Linked DNA regions of Mus musculus: region 1 is linked to region 2. The links are chromatin contacts, called in public Hi-C maps. All regions are on one chromosome and are shown on one strand. The core of a region is the stretch at or near the end of the contact, and the rest is flanking DNA. Distances in the headings are between cores, read along the strand shown.

The links. Hi-C and Micro-C count contacts between places; a contact is called where the count stands out from the background.
Region 1: a Hi-C map of trophoblast stem cells shows a contact between it and region 2, with 1.8 times the contacts expected there. The contact joins the enhancer-like site here to the promoter of 4930414F18Rik in region 2. A contact is called at or near these places in 4 of 484 Hi-C or Micro-C datasets (the HL-1 cell line, embryonic stem cells and trophoblast stem cells), 2 of 115 datasets of contacts at active chromatin or transcription factors (embryonic fibroblasts and embryonic stem cells) and 1 of 9 other capture datasets (embryonic stem cells).

What each region holds. Positions count from the first base shown.
Region 1 is chr16:12,883,037-12,886,878 of GRCm38.p6, forward strand. No RefSeq gene overlaps it. Among named protein-coding and RNA genes, the nearest start is that of 4930414F18Rik, 50 kb to the left of the region's middle. Within about 2 kb of position 1,720, at least 17 of the 459 cell types and tissues checked have an H3K27ac peak or open chromatin away from gene starts, as enhancers often do. A contact at or near this core is called in trophoblast stem cells, where this site is marked.
Region 2 is chr16:12,832,634-12,836,288 of GRCm38.p6, forward strand. It overlaps 4930414F18Rik (a long non-coding RNA gene), which reads right to left and starts at 2,309. Exons shown (of 3, transcript XR_875912.3): 1 at 2,074-2,309. All of the region lies in intron 3 of 1700003L19Rik (RIKEN cDNA 1700003L19 gene), which reads left to right.

The DNA.
Region 1 (3,842 bases), core at 470-2,969, 50 kb after region 2:
AAAACTTTATTGACAAGCACAGGCAGTAGGCCAATTTAAAATAAAAACAGCATTAATAAATGATTACTATTAGGCCAAAGATGAGCCTTATGTAAACTTGTTCAACCCTCACAGTTTAGATGGCATTCTTTATGATGACCATATTGTGGCTGAAAAGGCCGAGCTTCAGTTGTTGGTAACCAGTAGAACAATAAAAGATGTATGTTTTTAAATATGGTCTTAGGTAGCAGAAGCTGACCTCAACTTAACTATGTTACCATGACAACTTCAAACCGTTGACCATCCAGGGTGCAGAGATTACAGGCCAGTTCCATGTGTGCCATGGACCCAACTGAGGACTTTCTGTGTGCCAAACACTTTCTACTAGGCTAGATCTCTAAATGTCCCTAAAGGATACATTTCAAGCTACAAAGCTGGAGTGAGGATCCTTCAGTTTGGCTGTTCCATTTTTCACCTCTAGGCTAAAGGTCCTCAACTCTGGCTACAAGTAGAACCTCTGACCAATTACAGCACATAATCTGAAAAAGTCCACTTAGTACGTATTGTTGGCGTTCCACCTACAATTCTCCAGTTTTAAACTATGATCTGAATCTGTTCTAGTGCTGGAGAGCTTGCCCTGGTGGTATGGATAAGGGAGAGCCAGGGGGCTGACAAGCTCAGTAGCACCCAGGTCCAGATCCAGAGCTTTGAGTTGGCCCATCCCCAAATCTACATCATCTGTGAACTGTTGAGATGCATGAAAGGGACAGTCCTGCTGATCCAAAGCTGCTGCAGGTCTCCGTGGCACAGGGCACAGGACAACAAGGAGGCTTCCCCGGGAGGACCCAATATTGATGGTGTCACAGAAGCCAGAGACCTGTAGCCAGACCAATGACTCATTGCAAGGAACACTTGTACGCGAAGATGTGTGGACAGAGGAGTATACTGTGGGACACACTGTGACAAACTACTATGCTTCCATGAAGAGATGTTTTCTTTGTTTCATTTTTTGTTTATTCTCTCTCTCTCTCTCTCTCTCTCTCTCTCTCTCTCTCTCTCTGTGTGTGTGTGTGTGTGTGTGTGTGATATTATTTGGGGGGGGGGGGCTGTGAGGATGGAGGATAGATATGAGGGGGCAGGGAGATGAGTGGCACTGGGGTGCATGATGTGAATATTACAGACAGTCAATAAAAAGGTTTTCCAAAGAGAGTAACCCCGCTGTGAGCTAGCAAAGGAGGAAGAGGAGGGAACTGAGGCGGGGGAGGGACTGAGGGAGGGAAAATGAGAGTAAGACATTAGTGACATACAACACGTTTTGCTTTAAAAGAAAATCAATGCACGGAATCCTCAACATTTACAAAATCTATAAACTAGAAAAGCTGTGTATGTGGTTATTATAAAAAGAACTTTCGTTTGTATATGAGGGTTCTCTAGAGTGCACTTAAGTGCCTTTGCTTGAAGGGGACTCTGAGAAGCAGGAGCCTGAAGCCCTCCCTGGACAGTAACATGTTTGGTGCTACTGCTTGTTAGCAATTAACAGAAAGAAAACTGTAAAACCTCTCCAGTTACCATGTAGATGAGGAAGTGGGTCTCATCATCCTCAGTGCTGCTGGCTGTCCCCAATAGCTCCAGGAAAGATTGGGACAACGGGGAGCCTGCATCAGCACTTGCCCTGAGGAACTCAGCAGGCTACCATCAGGCTTTCAGGCAAACATCCTGGGAATGGTCCCTCACTGTTCTCTGTGAATGAATAGAGTGGAGGGGGAGGAAGGAAATTGCTTCTGTGGCTGTCACTGAATGAGACAGATCAGCTTTGTCTCCAGCAAAAGATGAATTAAAGCCGTCCACCGTCAAATCCTTGTTACCATGAGCTGAGCCTTTTAAGACTTTGGGTTTTTCATTTAAATAGAACATGGGGGATAACAGCTGATCTGAAGACAATGGGGACAAATGCTCATGTCCTTAGACTTAGCAAGGAAAATGCACACTGTGCTCCGTTAGTTTTGAATAACCAAAAAAAAAATTTTGAGGCCAGTGGGTTCCAAATGTTATACGAGATATATTTATATTGGAATCATTCCTTATTTATATAAAACCTAAATCCAACCAGGCATCTCTTCCCCAGTCCTTATCTCCTCACAGCTGGCCCTTGGGCCCTAGGATAAAGATGCATTTTGAGTTTCTTTCTATTTAGATACAGGGCATAGTGCCATGGTGGAAGGCCCAACTGGGGGCACTACAAAAGGAAGCTCCAGCTCCATCTTGTGTGCTGTGGACAGTGGGCCAGCATTTGAGGTGTTCGTTTCCTTTTTAGAAGCAAGAATAAGGTGTGGCCCTCAATACAGTGAGAAATTCTCCATGGAGATTTGTGTGCATTTCTAGAATCTCCTAGCATTGACTGTTATAAACTTTATGTTTTGTATAATTATACTATTGTATATGCCAGCATCATCAAACACAAGGTCTTTGAACCAACTCTGTGTTAACATGTTTTGCCCTTTGGGGTGGATACAAAAAATTCTAATAAACTAGGAAGCTGTTGAACAATAGGAATATATTTATCCCTTGTATGGGGAGTAGGAAGCCTGAGACCAGAAAACAACACTCTGGCAACGCTCTAGCTGGTGAGTGGGCACCTCATAGTGGTTCTTTACTGTGTTCTCACAGGAAAGAAGGAAGCAAGCGAGTCAACTTCCCTGAGTGCTTTTGTTGTTGTTGTTGCCTTGGCTTGGTTTTCTTTTTTGTTTTGTTTTGGTTTGGTTTTGGTTTTGGTTTTTTGGTGGAGAATGAATCCCCTTCTAAGTTAGTTCTCATGACTGACTCAGTCACCCCTCCCAAAAGCCACACCTCCAATTAGCATTTCATTAAACATTAAGATTTAACATAAATTTTGGACAAATGCAAACATTCTATTTATAGCGCAACTCCCTTGGGGCTAAGAACAACTGACTATGAGTTTCTCAGGCCGACATACCTAGATGTTTCTGAGAAATAGCCTGGCCTAGGTTAGCATTTAAAGTGATCTCTCGCCATCACTAAAATGAAATGAGTCTTTAAACAACCTAGCATCATTCAGCTGCAATCAGATAAGAATGGCTCCGGCTCCAAGGTCCTCATACCACACAATTGTTCTGAAGGCATGTAGCACATGAATATATGCTAGCCCTTCAATATGTTGTTGCCAGGGGCAGGGAAACAAAAGAGAACCAGTTTGCCCTCCTACAAAGCTGCCTGCAGGCACCATACAAAGTGGCATCATTTCACCAAAGAACTGAACAGAGGACTCAAATTCAGCCTCTAGTCTCTGCCCAGGGAAGAAGTGCTGAGCCTGTCTATCACTTTGACAGGTTCCAGGCTTCTTGCCAAGGGCCTCTTCAGTTCACATAGAGACAAGCCAAAGTCATGAGCTTTGGTTAGAAGTTCCAACTTTGCCTGGAAGAAAAATCTAAGGCAGAAAACAGTCAAGTGACTCTGCCACATTTTTGCTCCGCAGTATGAACTGTGTACTGTCTCCTCTTGCTAAAAACAAGCCAGCTTCTAGAAGCCTTTACTTACTTTATCAAGAAGGAGAGGCATTTCCTACATGTCTGTTCTTCATCTGAAGCAGCCCCGCACCTGAACCATCAATTATTTCAGTATCTGCCCCATTGATATTTGTTCAGTGCCTACCCTGTAACAAGGGCTATAGGTTGAACAATGAGCAAAATGGGAGAGCCCATATTTTAGTGGGGGAATCCAGACCCTAAATGGTGAAGGTATTAAATTCTATGCTGTAAAATGCAAGAGCTACAGGAGGAAACATGTCTGAGAGGGAGAGGATGGGTAGGCAACAGGAAATGCTGCCACTTCAAAGAGTTTTCCTA
Region 2 (3,655 bases), core at 1,059-3,558:
ATTCATAGCTTTCCCAAGCAGGAAAGCACAGATCTGAAGGGACGGGACACATCACCAATAGGTTTTAGTGTGCAATTTTAGATGAGAATGCTAGCTAGATAGGATATGTGGATAAGGTCAGAACCTCGTAACTCACAAGGAGGTTTCACACCAGAATGTCAGCAGAAAGAAGACACACAAATATGCAACTCCTATGCACTTGCTTGGCTCTCTAGGTCATTTACTAAGCTGTTTGCATGTTTGTCTTATTTAATCTCACAATTCAACAAGCAAGCATCTCAGTCTCCATTTTCCAAATACAGAAAGTAAGGCTGTGAGGTGTTATCTTCCCAAATCACAGTGCCAATAGATTACAAAAAAAAATCACAATTTAAGCCAATTCTTATTGATTCTAAAACAGTTGGCAGTTGGTACTGATTCTGTCATCCCTCAACAAACAAGATGTACAGTATAGGAGCTTATTGGGTAACGCTCAGCTCTTTTTTGAAAGGTCAAAGCCATCTTTACTATGGACATGTTTGGCTAGCCCCAATGTAGTTCACCAAAAACTCTGCCTCCATAAAGTAGAAACTACAGCATTGTTGTGTGATTCTGACCCACCAAGGGAACTCTTACATGCTGTCTACGTTCTGATGAGGTTACCATGAAGTTGAATTGGGGTCTGTAAAGTGTAAGTTGCCTTAGGACAGAAGCCTTTGGCCTTGAATACTCGAACTGCTGTATAGCATTCCTTTTGATATAAAACATTCCACCCTAGAGGGAAGTTTCTTAAGACACAGGATGTTTTAAAGGAAGGAGAAACAGTCCACCCTGCAGAACAGCACATTAAAATTCAAGAAGTAAATAACTTAAAAGCTTCAAGAAGTCTCTGAAATTGGTGAGATTCACTAGGCTCTTCCCTCCCCAAGGTTGTATAACAGAAAGGACTACAGGATTTACCCAGAGCAGCTGAGTAGCCAGACAACCTGGCAGGCAGTTTACAGGCTGTCATGAGCTTGAAAAGCTTGTCTTGCTGGGGTGGACCTTTGAAAATGCAAAAAGCTATCTTGAGTCATCCCTACTTCTATGAGTCCCTGACACACTGTAAGTAACACCAATAAAATCTATTGCTTCACCAAGGGGGACTCTGGTGGTGTCCTTACTTCAGATTCTCATCAGTTTCCTGTTTGGGTGAGTATTTGCTAGTGTCTCACACAAGAAGAACATCCTGTGTCACACTAAGCCTGTAGTTAGCCTCTGGCTTGCAGGCCAGTTAGTCATGCTTGCTAATCAGTGCTAGCACTTCTTTTTTCATTCATCCAAGTTTTCATTGCACTGGTGTCAGGACTTACTCATCCAATGTCCATTGACCACATTTATGAAGTGACAACTTTATAGTAACCACTGAGGAGAAGATGGTAGCAGCACAACAAGAATCAGAATCAAACCATTCATAGAAATAGGTATAACTAATAAAGCTTCATGAGAGAATGAACAGCAGCAGCAGCATTATCAAGGCTAGCACCATCACATAATGTTGTTCAGTGCTTAATGTATTCTTGTTTAATAGACCAAGAGGCTTGCTCCTTAGAGACATTCTATGAGACCGATTATTGCACTGGTCCTATTAGACAGATAAGGTTATGGCCGGTCAAAGTGGTAAAAATGGCTTAAGCACAACTACATTATCAGCCAACCATGAAACTGGAACTGGACACAAGGATTGTAAGTAAAATAAAGCTTTGCATAAACACAATACCCATTCCAAGCTGGAAAGGAAGTTACTGAATGCATCTATAAAATCATACTTTGATCAAATAGTCTTCAAGTGTTAAAGTGGATAGTGCAGATCTGTGCATTGACATAAAAGATATTTATGATATACTAAACTTAACTCCAGGTAAGACAGTTGTATTATATTGTTTGTGATAGCATTTACACAGTTTTATATCCATGCACATGCAGAGAGAGAGAGAGAGAGAAAGAGAGAGAGAGAGAGAGAGAGAGAGAAAGGACACAGAAGACCCTGGAGAGAGATGCTTCTGTTCACCTCAAATGGTACCTGACCACAGTAGATGCTTGACTACTACTCACCAATGATGGGAATGACTCCTCAGTGAAGACATGAATGAGCAACTCAGGAGATGAATGGATGGGCAGATAATCATGAATGGATGATAAATGCATGGATATGCCATGATCTGAGCCAGGATCGTGCACAGCTGGTGGGACTGGGGCAACACTTTTCCCTCTTTAGGTTTATCTTCATGGTTATTTTCTTTTTTTCTGTCAGTGAACATAGATTAGTTGTGTAAGTAGAGAGGAAAAGATATCCAATCTTCTCTAGGATTAATTACATCCTGGAAAGATCAGGAGCCAACAGTCTGGATTGCATAGCTAAATTCAGACTGTAGGCTGCTTCATTAACTTAGAGATACCAGTGTTTCATCTCACTCTACACAGGTTCAGTGGCAAACACCTTGGTTCTGTCATTTCTGAAGAGGCATTTGAAGTCTGTGCCAAACTCCCTGTGAGGCAGCATTTTCCAAATTTTAGATAAAAATTATTCTGTGTTTGGGCCATATCCAGATTCTTCCAGAACCATTATTTTGATGTGTTTTTTTTCCTTCAGGCAACTTTGATTTTTAGCTATAAGTCATTTATTGTTTATAATTTGCCATCAATTCCACACACCAGAAAAATTTAATAATCAAGGCGTATTAAATTATTTCTAGATAATGTTTCTTATAAAAGGCTAAGATCCTGTGTTCATGTCTTTCTTGTGTCAGTTTCTGGCATGAGACAAGTACAAGACTGTGTAGGTCAATATTCCATTCCATCCATCATGGAGGTAAAACTGTTTCATGAGTCCCATTTCCCTTTGAAATTGGACTATTGGCAGTTAACTGGATTATCAGGAGAAGAGTTGTTTTCTTCAGTGATGTAGACATTATGCTGAGCTCTCACTCACACACACACACACACGGGGGGGGGGTGGTGGCGGATAAGAAAAGGACTAACTGAAAGGAGGAGATTGAGCAGGAGAGAGAAGATACAAGAGAAAAAAATTAGTCTATGAATCTATTCAAAATATATTGTACAGACACCAAACTGAGACTGCATATTTGATGTCACTGGGATTAAGGAAAATTGAAATAGAAATAAATTTTCCTTAATGACATGGATTTTTGTGTGTATATAATGCTTATAGTGAATGTCACACATACGACACCACTCCTTGCACAGTGCATTATAGTGGGTTGGCCTGGTGCTGCTTGTATTCTAATGCTGGGGTCTCCAAGACTGATTGCCCCAGAGATGAGAGAGTCTGCACATAGACATTAAGTGACCCTGTTCCCACATTATTTCTGATTGATAAATAAAGGTACTGACAGCCAATAGCTGGACAGAAGAGACACAGATGGGGTTTAAGTTTCCCAGGCTTGGGGTCAGACAGGAATGAAGAAGAGGAAGGTTGAGGAAGAAGGAGAAGCCACCACAGGTTAAGTGAACCATAAAACATGGCCTTGACGGCTGGACAACTGGAATTAAGAGCAGCCCAGATGAAACATAGTCAGTAATAAGTAATGATTTGGAGTTGTCGATAGAAAAAATAGATTCTAATAGCAATGAAAGCAAATATCTGGCCAGTTCTTATGCTGTTTAAAGCTTATTG